3 separate regions of the Mus musculus genome follow, and regions 1 and 2 are each linked to region 3. The links are chromatin contacts, called in public HiChIP or PLAC-seq and promoter capture Hi-C maps. All regions are on one chromosome and are shown on one strand. The core of a region is the stretch at or near the end of the contact, and the rest is flanking DNA. Distances in the headings are between cores, read along the strand shown.

Region 1 (3,712 bases), core at 1,153-3,652, 240 kb after region 3:
ACCCACTGCTGGTTCCATTCTCATTTCTTACACCAGGAACCACCATCCCCTGGCCAAAGAACATCTCTTCACAGTCCAGGTTGCAGAGAAGAGGGTGGGGGAGGCAGGGAGGGAAGATGGAAACGATGATATGAACCACTGATGCTTCTGTGAAGGGAGCTGAGGTGGTCTGAGAGTGCTGATGCAGCCAGCCTGCTTGCTTCTCTAGAAGGTGGCATTTGGAGTTCCAGCTAAGGAAAATGACCTTGGCATCTGCGGTTGCCTCTTGCTCCATCTCGTCATCCAGTCTCTTTTCAGTGCACTTAAACTTGCAAGCAGCAGCAAGAGACAACAAAAAAGCCTCCACATCTTAGCCCTTTAAGCCAGACGCCCCACTTCAGAAGCCAAGGCTAGTTTGTAAAGTTTTCAAACCCTCTAGTAAGAAACTGCAAACTTTCCCTTGCCCATGCCCTCCTCCGGTCCCCAACAACAGAAGCAGCTCTGGACATTGAAATGTGTCACAGACAGAAACACTCAAGACAAGGCTGCTCATGAATTCGGGTCGTATAATTTTCAGAGTCTACATCTTGCAATGATGACATTACTCTGGCAGCCAAGGGTCCAGGGCGGCCAGTCTGAGCAGCTGCTCCCAGCTTTGAAAGGCCCCGGACAATGGGTGCACTGTTCCCAGGGTTGCCCTCCGGCATTTGCATAGACTGTTCTGCCTGGTTGACCAGGGGCTGTCCAGCTCAGCATTGTCCACATATCAGAGGTGACAGGACTCAGGTGAGAGCTGAAGCCGGAAGGCCTCCAGAGGGCATGAGGATGACTGTCCTGGGAACCTTAGCTCGGCTTGCTTTGCAGAGATTCACATGTTTGCTTTCGCTGCTGGAGAGGAGGAACCAGGAGACTTTTAAGAGGAGCTTACAGAGGCTGTTGCAGAAGCATCCTGGGGTACCACCTAATCTAACAATCTAATAATGTGATGGACCAATGGGTGGTCACTCTTGGATGTTTAATATGCTGACAAAATGGAGGCGCACAGTTTCGGCTTCTGTGGCCTAAAGCTGTCACAAGCTGATGCCCAGCTTTCACACCTACAGAGACACCGTTGCCCAGGCGCAGAGACCTCACACACCAAGTGGTAGTTCCCTCGAAGCTGATGCTTTGACCTCAGCAGAGAAAGTTTTTGTAGACAAGTATTCTCCCTAGAGCTTTGGCACCACACACTCCACCATCTTATTTTATTTTATTTTATATTTTAGGTTTTTTGAGACAGGGTTTCTCTGTACAGCCCTGGCTGTCCTGGAACTCACTCTGTAGACCAGGCTGGCCTCAAACTCAGAAATCCGCCTGCCTCTGCCTCCCAAGTGCTGGGACTAAAGGCGTGCGCCACCACTGCCTGGGTACAACCCACCGTCTTTAACTGGAACAGGTAGGGCAAGGGGCTGAACAACTAGGATTTATTTCCACGCCCACAGTTCCTAAGTAAATATTACTAACCCTTGTAGGACCAGGATCCCGAAGGAGAAAATTCCAGGGGAGGGGCCTAAGGAGTAGCTGTGGGTGTGGTAGGGGTGAGGCTGGGAGATCAAGATGGGAGGGAACATTTTTCTGCATCTGAATAGACCACGGTCTGAAGACTCAGCAGCATCATTTTCAGGTTAAAAAGCTCTTTATATAGGCAGTTCTGTGCCTTTACTGGGAGCTAATCAACCTCTCTCAGGCCGGAGTCCCCACAGGCCTGTTTCCTTCCTCTCTTCCACATCTTCTGTGCGCCTAAGTGCTCGTAGACCCCCAACCCGAGCCCAAACAGGTGCTAGCTACTGTGCAGCATCCACTGCAGGGAGCTGGCCAGCTGCTGGCCCCCGCAAGAACCTAGGGGAAGCTTCCGTGTTCCCACCCGTGTTCACTGCGGATTGCAGCACCGCTCATCTTGGGAATATAGCGATTAATCCAGCCGCAGGTTTCCAGATAAGTGACTGTGATGGAGACTGTTGGCGAGAAAATAGACAATTATCCGCTGTTAGCTTTACATAAAGATCGCATTAACTCAAATTAGTTATCAGACAAAAGAGCGTCGGCAAGCGCGCCCTGCCGGCCCGCGCCCTGCACGCGGGCACCTCGGGGTGCAGCCGGGCAAAGCGTGGGGCTGGGCTGTGGCTTCGAGACGTGGGGCCGGGAGTGGGAGGACGCGGCGGGAGGGCTCTAGGCTGGCGTTACTCGTGCTGTGCTGGCCTGGATGGGGCGAGGGAGGGACATAGGGGCAGCCTACGGAGCCGGATCGGCCGGCCCCTGAACTACAACAGTCCCACCTCAGTCTGTCCCACGCTCGTCCCTTTTGCAAGCTCTACCCTGGGAGCCAGCCTGTCCCCGCGACCTGTAGTTCTTTCGTCTCTGGCTGTGACGTCGTTAATTCTCCCAGGCAGAGGCGGCTCTCCAGGCTCGCCACTGCCCCGCAGGGTGCACTGGACAACCTGGTGATCTGATCCTGCGGGGCTACCAGCCAGTATTCCCCGCCCCTGAACCCCCCACCCACCCACCCACCGCCACCCACCGCACTTTCTGAAGGTCGCTCTCAGTATGACTCATAGAGACGAAAAATGAAGACAAGCTGAGGGGGACCGGGCCCGAGCAGGGATAGGATGGGGCTGAGAGTGGCCTGAGGCAGGACCACGTCAGTGCGGCCTCGATTACCAAAGTTACGCACTGTCCACGCACTGAGCATCTTCGCTACCCTCCTTCTCCTGTATCCCGGTTAGCCTGGACACCGGCTTTCACCCGCAGGATGGATTTCGCTGACCGCTGTCGGTGGGAACAAACGCAGCGCCCAACATCCCGACGGGTTGCAACGCCCAGCGGGGTCCCCACTGCTGCAGGCGCGTACTGGCGGTGGCGCTTGCGCCCGGCCGGCCTCCTTGGCCCCAGGGTCCCCGGTCCCGCTGAATAGGGCGGATAATGACCCCCGGTTCCCAAGGCAGGCTCTCTGCTGCCTGGTGAGCCTTGGATTTGTGTGGTCCAAGCCTTTCCCAGCTTGTCCCATTCTGTCACCGGGATAAGGGGCTCCCTCGGCTCGTTTGCACCTGCGTCGCTTTTGGCTCCTTCAGGAATGCGCTGAAGCTTGTAATCAGCTTTGTGAAGCCATTGAGTGCACGGCTGAGTGAAACTTCCAAAGCTCGAGGAAAACTGGCCGGCTGAATAGGAGCCAGCATGGGGCTGCTCTCCAAGCCTCCGCGCTGCCAAATTCCAGCAGAGCGCCTCACAATCGCCTTCCCCACACTGAGAAAAGTGAGAAAAGAAAAGGAAAAATACCAGTCACCGGGGTTAGCTGTTTGTTCCCAGATTAATGGCAAGCGGCTCCCTCCTACTCCACCCCTCCACAAAGCTCACCAGTTCAGGAAATATGACAGGGAGGGGAGGGCAGTTATTAATAGCTCCCCAACTGATGTCACCCCCCCCCCGGGCGGGGGTCTTCTGGGTCTCTGGAGGGGTCCTCCATTCCCAGTTGTTGAGTTGAGCTCCATGTGCCTTAGGCCCAGCAGTTGAAGCTTGTCTTTGCTTGAGTAGAGCGGAGGATGAAGCCATATAGAATCCTTAGCCTAGGCTTCAGGAAGGAACCACTAAGCACCGGGCTCCTTCTATGCAGGCCCAGCAGGGACCCTGCATGCTGGCCCCTTAGCAACAGGTTCCTGGGTCTCTCCTTAGAGGAGCACTCTCACTTCCAAGACTCCCG
Region 2 (4,102 bases), core at 908-3,407, 240 kb before region 3:
TGCCCTGCCAAGCAGCCCGGGTAAGAAAGTTCTGGGTCACGATATGCAAATATGAAGAGAGAACACAGCAGCATGGCCTGAACTGCACAGGCTTCCTACTTGGCTGTGAGCACCAGGAGAGCCACAAAAGGTCAGATCTGCAGCTCTAAGGAAAGTCAAAGCCCTCAGCTGCAACACCATGCCCTTCGTTCTAAACAGCTTCACCAGTCTCTAGCTCAAGCTGCCAGAACTCTCTACCCATTTCTGGCCATGACCTTAACATGCCCCTGGACCATGAACAATCCTATGACCTTGAGCTGCATTCTGCTAGAAGGGACTCTTGAGGATATGCTCAGAATGTAAACCCTGAGTGATAATTACATAGACCTATATCACTCCACTACAGGGGTGGAAGCAAGAAACTTCATTGTGCATGCACAACTCCTGTCCCCATTGCATGACATATAGCTGCTAACCATTAGAGCCCACCTCCCCAGTGCCACAGCAGATTGAGTTATACTGAGAACAGGAGAGCCAGGGAGGGTGCAGGTGTGGTGACATCTCCCTCCCCACCACTGAACAATGGGATGCTCATATCAGAGGGTCCTGCCAACCACATCTTTGGGTCTTAGTGGAATCTACAACTCTAGTACTGCAGAAACCTCAGAGGGCACAGGCTGGAGCTGCTGCTTCTGGCGAGACAATAGTAGCCACCGGGGCCCAATCCAAGGATGCTTGGACAAACATTCAATGAGTATCTGGTCCAGGTTCTGCTCCTCTGGGAGCCTTTTTACAACTTAAGACACACATGTTGTGTCCTTCAGAGCCCAGGAGGAAACCTCAGGATCTGAAACTCAGGATGATGTCACTGCTGGAGCAATTCCCACTCTTGTGATCCCCCACGCCAGCCAAGCACAGGTGGGAAGGGCAGCAAGTCCCACTTCTTCCTCAGGGCCCCCCTGGGCAGGCAAACAGCTCCCTGGAGCTCCACACTCATTCAGATCTTGTCCAAGCAACACCCAGAAAATTGGGCCACATCTCTAAGAGGAAGGGGACAGAAGGCATAAACGTCTGTCTTCTCTTTTCACCCATTTATAATAAGCAGCCATTTCACTTGCAAAGCCAGCGTTATAAACTGACCGTCTGTCTACACAAGTGCAGGGAGACCACCGCACTTGATGCTTATGCTGATTTAGTTATTTAATACAGGGAGGGTGCCACACCCAGCCCAGACAACGAATGAAATTTTAATCCCCCAGGAAAGTATTACTTAGAAAACTAGATAACGCCACGTATCACATAACACACGACAAAAACCAACCTACTTTTAATAGCACACCACTATTTCCTCCCCATGCCAGACACAACTAGTCAGTGGTACCTGCTTCTTCTGCAGCGTGCCAGGAACCCTCGGCACAACGGATGGAGGCCGACGGCAAGATGCATCCTGCCAGCTCCGAGGGGCTGAAATCTACAGGAGGCTGTAGCTTGTCCCTCACGGCTTATTTTAAGTAATCAGACAATTAATCCTGAAAATGAATGTCTAATTGCACTGCTCGCCCTCTTCTTAACCTATATTATTTTCAAATATTGGCTTTACGGCTTTAAGTGCATAGTGAGGATTTTACCTCCCATCCCATCCCAGTGTCTGCAGGGCCTGGGCTTGGACCCTGGACCATTCTGGGCTCATAATTCCATGGCCACTGCAGCAAATGAGGTGATGCTCCCAAGCAGACTTGCAGACTCCCCCCACGGGCAAATGGCTCCACTTACAAACCCTCATCTCCTAGAAAGCCAGCGCTGCTGATCTGTAATTCTCAAACTGTGTCAAGCAGAATAAAATCACACTGTCAATCCACAAAGCCTAGAAGATGATACCAAAAAAAAAATGCCCATCACGCCTGCCTTTGCTGTTATCAGTGCTAGGGAATAGTGAATGAAGGTGGTTATACAGCCATTAGATGCAATTCTCTACAATTCAACAAATGATGTCAAGCTTAAGAATATATAATCAAGGCCAGCGGCTCCTCCTACCAGTGTTCTTGGAAACCGCGTTTAATCTCTGCACCATTTCTTCTAGGGCCATCTCTTCATTTCTCAGCCAAAACCTCATCCTCCGATTCAACAAAACCGATCCCCAGAAGATCGTCCTCCGCTGCACCAGAGGTGCTGTCGGGTGGGGCTAAGCCGTGGGGAGGGGGCGCGGCTGGAGCGGGGAGGGGGTTGTGGCGCTTTCCTTGGCTTCCCAGGATTGGTCTCCGCGCCACAGGGAGGGGGGCGCGCTTTGCGTTGATGGGGGGCGGGGGGCGCTAGGCGGAAGCGGAAGCACTGAGCCTGCCGGGCGTGTCACCACCGCACCTGGAGTCATGCGTGTGCACCACCTGAGCACCTGGGAGGCTAGTTTGCATCAAGGGGGCATCAGAAAGCCCACTACGCAGGCGCACAGGTCTGCCCTTGCCCTTCCCCCTCTTCCTAGGGTTTCTGTCCTCCGGGATTGGAAGTAGCTGCTGCAGGGACGCGATCCCAAACCACCCAAAGAACATCCAGCCTGAGCCCAATGCTCCCTTTACTTCCTGCCCCAGGCCCCCTTTACCTCCCGCCGCTGCAGGGCAGGTGCAGAGTCCACAGCAGCCTAGAGCGCGCTCTCCACGAGGTCTCATGCCCAGGTAAGAGGGAGACGGTGGGTAGCTGGGTCAAGACTTGACTCTCCCAGCAAGGGCGGTGCCAGACCTAAGACACAGGTCTACGAGAAGGAAGCTCAGCTGTAGGCCCAGGGCTCCCTAACCTCGCCATGTTTGGCAGAGGGCCACGCTCTGCATCTGACACCACCGGCTTCACACAGATTCCGGGTCGCTGGTGCACAGAGTACTACTGCAATGCACAGGGTGGCGAACACCAGCCTCTCCAGCTGCTGGCCATCTTTTTATTGTTTGGTCAGACGGGTCGCATCCTGCCAACAGGATAAATGCCCTGGCACTGTGGTTTTCAGTAACACGTGGGAAACCCAGGACCACAGACTCCAATAACGAGAGTCTATCAAACCCCAGGACCACAGACTCCAGTAACATGAATTGTATCAGCACCATGGTGTGCAACAACGCAATGTGCACCAACATGTATATATCTCAGCACTATGGTGACCAGAAACATGTGTGTACCAACATGGTGTACATGCAGTAACATACATGTGCACCAAGACCAGTATCCAAGAATACATGCATTGGCACCACAATGGCCAACATATGTGCTCCAACGCCATGATTCCCTAAACTGCACCATCACCACAGGGCCCAACATGTATGCGTCGGTAGCTGCACAGACACACCTGTATGTACCGTAAGACCACAGCTTCCAACAACATCCACCCGCACTGAACAATCCAACTACAGACATGTGTGTACCAGGATGCCGTTGCAACAGTGTCTATGTTGGGTTCAGCACTGAACTAAAGGTCAAGACACAAAATGTCAGATGTCCCAGGATTTGTCCTCAGAACTCCTGGCCTGGAAGGTAAAGATCTATAAGATAATTGCCGTGCTAAAGTCCCCAAATCAATGTGTAATAACCACATATAGATATAATGATAAGATAGTAGAAATTGGCCGGGCAGTGGTGACACATGCCTGTAAACCCAGCACTTGGGAGGCAGAGGCAGGCGGATTTCTGAGTTCGAGGCCAGCCTGGTCTACAGAGTGAGTTCCAGGACAGCCAGGGCTACACAGAGAAACCCTGTCTCGGGGAAAAAAAAGATAGTAGAAATTACTGCTTTTCTGAAAGCTCAGCCCCTCAAGCAGCAGCAGTGGCTTTGCAGCAAGTCTCCACATGGACAAGTGAACCCTAGGCAGGCGATGCACTGTGCCTGTGGTCCTAAGAGTCCGGTCAGTTGACACTTGGAGCTGTGTGACATCTGAAGACTGAGACTGGGGGAGTCACACTCGTGCCCCCCAGCTCCAGAACCTTCGCTGCTCACCCCTCGCCCATGCCAAGCTGCTGCCTCCAGCCTCAGAGAAGGAAGGCTGTCATCAGGGCAAGTGCTGAGACGTAGGCCCTGCCTCTCCACAGGTTTCTTTCCTCACCTTCCATCTGCCGCACAGAGACAGGCCTATGTCTTTCTAGCAAGCCC
Region 3 (4,189 bases), core at 1,036-3,535:
AAGATACTCACCAATGGGGTTCAATAGCTTAGTGGGGTTAGGGTGTGGAGCCTGGTAGAAGAAGTCAGTCACTGTTGGTGTGCCCCCCTCCTTCTCTCCTACTTTGCTTTCTGAGCATCAGGAAGGGAACAGCTCTCTCCTATCACGTACTGCGTTCCAGACTCAGAACAACTGGGCTGAGCAACCTTGGGCTGAAACCATGAGTCAAAACAAATCTCTCCTCTTTTAAAATTATTTCTTTCATGTATTTTATCAGAGCAGTGGAAAGCTGACTAATTTAAGGGTTCACAACATCCAGAGATGCTCCCACAGTGAGGCTGAACCCAGCCATGCCAACCAACAAGAGGGTGCCGATAGCACAGAGTATTCTGGGAAAGTCCTCCTGACTGTGGACGGAAACATTTGTAGTCTCCCAACAAGTCTTTCTTCTCTGGAATAGCTTTGAACCACATGTCCCTTATTCAGTCTGCTTACTGTGGGCCAAATCTGACTGCTGGGAAACACTGACCCACTCAACTGACTGGGTTTTGAGATGGGCTGAAACAGCCAGCCAAGAGGGCTGCTAGTGCTTTCTATATATTCACAACACATATATAAAGATCTAATCACTTATTTTATGTGTGTTTTGCCTGCATGTATGTAAGTGCACCGTGTGTGTGCCTGGGGCCTGAGGTAGTTAGAAGGCAACAGATAAAACTAGAGTTACAGCCAGGTGTGGTGGCACATGCCTTTAATCCCAGCACTCGGGAGGCAGAGGCAGGCAGATTTCTGAGTTCGAGGCCAGCCTGGTCTACAGAGTGAGTTCCAGGACAGCCAGGGCTATACAGAGAAACCCTGTCTCAAAAAACCCAAAAAACAAAACAACAACAAAAAAACCTAGAGTTACAAGATGGTAAGATGGTGGTGAGCCACCATGTGGGTACAGGGACCTGAACCCAGGTCCTCTGGAAGAGCAGCTAGTGCTCTTAACCACTAACCCATCTTCCTAACCCATTTATGTATGTATGTATGTATGTATGTATGCACATACGTATGTGTGAGTGTGATTATTTTTGAGGCAGGGTTTCTCTGTTTTATAGCTCTGGCTGTCTATGAACTCAATATATAGATCAGACTTTCCTTGGAGACCACTTGCCTCTTCCAAGTGCTAGGATTAAAGGCATTGTGTCATCAAGCCTGTTTTTTTTTTTTTTTTTTTTTTTTTTTTTTTTTTAGCATTTTTTGGTCACTGGCTTAGTTGATTTACAATGTCCTAACTTGACTGACTTCATTTTGTATGGTGGAGGTGAGTGGACCAACTGAGGTAGTTGCTTTTCTCCTGCTCTGTGGGTTCTGGGGAACTCGAGTCACCTGACTTGGTGACATCAGCTCCTGTTGTCAAGACTGTGCTGGAGCAGCTACTTTCTAAGTGTTTTCATCTATCTGCTGACATTTCACTTCAAGTAGCCACACAGAAAAGCAAACCGCTCTGGCTTTTCCTGGCTCATTGGCCACCCTCAAATAACTGTCAATACATCTGCAATTAAATGTGTGAGTGCTCAGTCCAGAAAGCCACCTTAAGACTTCTTGCTGGGATCACTCCTATTACCAAAGGGCAGTGCTAGGACCACTCAACAAAACAGAGGCTACAGGGACTGAGGACTGAGCTCTGACTACATGGATGATGGAAACAGAAAAGTGGATCACCTGAAGGTTAGCTACTGGCCCCGGGGTGGAAGAAACACCAGGAATGACTGATAGTTATTCACTATGGCCTTATTCTAGACCTTCTGATGGAGCATCATCTGTGTGGGTGGTACAAAATAGGCTGGAGCTAAGAATGGGCTGAGAGCTGAGTGTTGAGAGTCTCGGCTTGTTAGAGTCGTAGTCAAATTCCAGGCTGAAGCCGAGAGTCTCCTCTTGCAGTTTCTATCGTTGGCTTCAACTGGCTGAGCTCCAGCAGGTACCATTTGTACAGGGAGTGAGTGTGTCCGCATTCTGTACATCACAGAGCGGGCAGGGAAGGGTGGCTAAGAGATCTGCGAGCAAAAGACGAATAAAGGTATGCTCTCCATTAAGCCACCTCTGAGTGCCACTGCTATCATAGTCCTGAGTCAGCGACTAAGAAGGGAGCTTTCTGCGGACCACCGAGCATCCGGGCAGGAGCGGCGGAGCTGGGCTCCCAGTGACGAGGACTCTCCTCCTCCTGCGTCCCAGACAGCACAGAATTTCTCGTGTCTGCGTCTGATTTTTCCTTTGCGGCAGCGCTCAAGCCTCTCCATCTCAGTATCCCCGTTTCCAGGACTACCTCCTGGTGACGTCAAGGGGCAGAGGTTCCAGACCTCTGAGAACTCACTTACGAGAGCCCTGCGTAGTAGTCCGGCGCCCCTGTCCCTGTGTGGCTCAAGCGCACTCGGACTCCGCATCCAGTGCTGTTCACAAGCAGCGCCCAGACCGCAAGCTGCGGACGCGTACGGGCATCCTAGGAACGCGTTGCTGCGAGCGTCGCCCAGCAACGACTTTTCCAGCGCGGAGAAGCTGCCAAGTGCAGAAGCCGGGAGAGCGCACGCGCGTCTCGCGCGGGAAGCGGTGCATTATGGGAGGCGCGCGCTTTTGCCGCTTCCGCGAATATGGCGGCGCCGTAGTTAGGGCGCGGGATCCTGGGGCGCGGGGAGGCTGCAGTGCGCAGTCCGGGCGCGGTAATGGCGACTCCGGATCAGAAGTCGCCCAACGTTCTGCTGCAGAACCTGTGCTGCCGGATCCTGGGCCGGAGCGAAGGTACGCGTCCCGGGGTTCAGGGCTGTGGAGACTGAGCGCCATGACCCCCGCCGGCCGGGTGCTGTTCTCCCCGGCCCCCGGGAAGGAAAGGGGTGCGGCTCGCGGACTGTCCCTGCCCTGGGGGCCCAGGCCGGAGCTGCTGTAGCGGCCGAGTTTGTTTTTGGGTTCGTCCAGACAGCACGGCAGCCTGCAGCTCTGCTTCTGCGTGCTTCTCACTCTGCTGTCACCTTTGCCTCTGGTGATGATGAGTCCTGGTTAGATGATGCTCGCTTATTCCTGGACGGTTCAGCTAGCGAATAATGCTTCTAAGAAGCCAGACCCCCAAGGCAGTCCTGCCCACTTTACCCGTACTGTCGCCGCCGTAGTTGGGGGTGGGGAAAATGTCAAGGATCTGGTTTCATGAAGCTCATTTTGGAGATGAGTGGGGACGCGTCTTGAGGGAAGGTTTTAGTAATTGACATGACTGGGTTGCCTTAGAATGTTGAGACAAATCGCGCAGGTTTTCAAGGGAAGACTTTAAACAAGAACCGAGTTTTAAAAACTGAGAGAGCCTTTTGATCTTTCATAATTTGTAACAACCTATGTAACAACTTGTCAGCGTAGAGGATGAATTACTGTGTCACTACTAAACCGTTGACTTAACTCCCTTCTTGCTTTATTCCTTGTAGTGTTTCACTGTGCAGTTTGTTCATGTAAGAAATCTTTGAGGCTTCCTCGACCCTATTATGCCATGAGAGATGCTCCTGTCTAATGGAGGGAATGTGACTAGCACGTTGGTGAATACACAGTGTTTGTGGGTGATAAAGGGCTAGGGAGAAGGCGGATAGGAGGAGCTTAGAGTTCCAGTATCTGGGGAGAGTGTGAGTGCAGAGGATAGTTTACTTTTCTGAAGGGAGTGATCCAGTCATAGGCAAAATTAGATAACTAAGGCTTAACACGCCATACCATCATTTTTCTTTTATTGCATTGGGTCCAAAATTTTTACCTTCCAGAAAGAACCTCGTAGTTATAGCTAGATTTTGAAGTTATTCATTATGAACTTCTAAATTTGAATTTTACATTAAGATCCCTTTTGATAGAAGTTTCACAGCCTTCAGGTGATTGAAATGCTACTTTAAAGCAGAATCCTGTATCCTCCCATTTTCCCACCCCCATTTGTGATTATGTCTTGTGAATCGCTGGACTTTCAGAGAGATCCAGGGTAAAGCTCATTAAAGATGATGCTGTCTTCTCTGTGGATGGAGTTGAGGGATGCAGAGTCAGCTGGGTTCTCTGCCCTCACACACTTTGTTGATATTTTGTTGTGCTCTGACAGGTGTGTAGCCATAGCTAATTGTTGTCATCTCTTTTTCCTGATTCTGTTGAGCATGACTTCTTGTTTGGCCATTCAGATCTCTTCCTAAGGTTGTATTTTATTTTGTTTTCTTTGTAA

Evidence for each region. Promoter capture Hi-C pulls out the DNA fragments that hold promoters and counts their contacts. HiChIP or PLAC-seq counts read pairs in DNA pulled down with a chosen protein or histone mark.
Region 1: a promoter capture Hi-C map of embryonic stem cells shows a contact between it and region 3, with 2.1 times the contacts expected there. The contact joins the enhancer-like site here to the promoter of 4931415C17Rik in region 3. A contact is called at or near these places in 5 of 39 promoter capture datasets (the HPC-7 cell line, embryonic stem cells, hippocampal neurons and 1 more), 1 of 484 Hi-C or Micro-C datasets (embryonic stem cells) and 2 of 115 datasets of contacts at active chromatin or transcription factors (both in embryonic stem cells).
Region 2: an H3K27ac HiChIP or PLAC-seq map of embryonic stem cells shows a contact between it and region 3, with 3 times the contacts expected there. The contact joins the promoter of Mcf2l here to the promoter of 4931415C17Rik in region 3. A contact is called at or near these places in 1 of 39 promoter capture datasets (cranial neural crest), 6 of 484 Hi-C or Micro-C datasets (the HL-1 cell line, adipose-derived mesenchymal stem cells, brown adipocytes and 3 more) and 2 of 115 datasets of contacts at active chromatin or transcription factors (embryonic stem cells and pancreatic cancer cells).

Annotation. Positions count from the first base shown.
Region 1 is chr8:12,429,696-12,433,407 of GRCm38.p6, reverse strand. It overlaps Sox1ot (Sox1 overlapping transcript), which reads right to left. Exons shown (of 8, transcript NR_027975.2): 5 at 3,370-3,712; 6 at 2,677-3,258; 7 at 985-1,973. Among named protein-coding and RNA genes, the nearest start is that of Gm33326, 35 kb to the left of the region's middle. Within about 2 kb of position 2,402, at least 71 of the 459 cell types and tissues checked have an H3K27ac peak or open chromatin away from gene starts, as enhancers often do. A contact at or near this core is called in embryonic stem cells, where this site is marked.
Region 2 is chr8:12,913,966-12,918,067 of GRCm38.p6, reverse strand. It overlaps Mcf2l (mcf.2 transforming sequence-like), which reads right to left and starts at 2,157. Exons shown (of 31, transcript NM_178076.4): 1 at 2,014-2,157. The coding sequence starts at 2,092. It overlaps Gm15351 (a long non-coding RNA gene), which reads left to right and starts at 2,844. Exons shown (of 2, transcript XR_870153.3): 1 at 2,844-3,489; 2 at 4,042-4,102.
Region 3 is chr8:12,670,523-12,674,711 of GRCm38.p6, reverse strand. It overlaps 4931415C17Rik (RIKEN cDNA 4931415C17 gene), which reads right to left and starts at 2,285. Exons shown (of 2, transcript NR_166502.1): 1 at 1,687-2,285. It overlaps Tubgcp3 (tubulin, gamma complex associated protein 3), which reads left to right and starts at 2,612. Exons shown (of 22, transcript NM_198031.1): 1 at 2,612-2,757. The coding sequence starts at 2,682.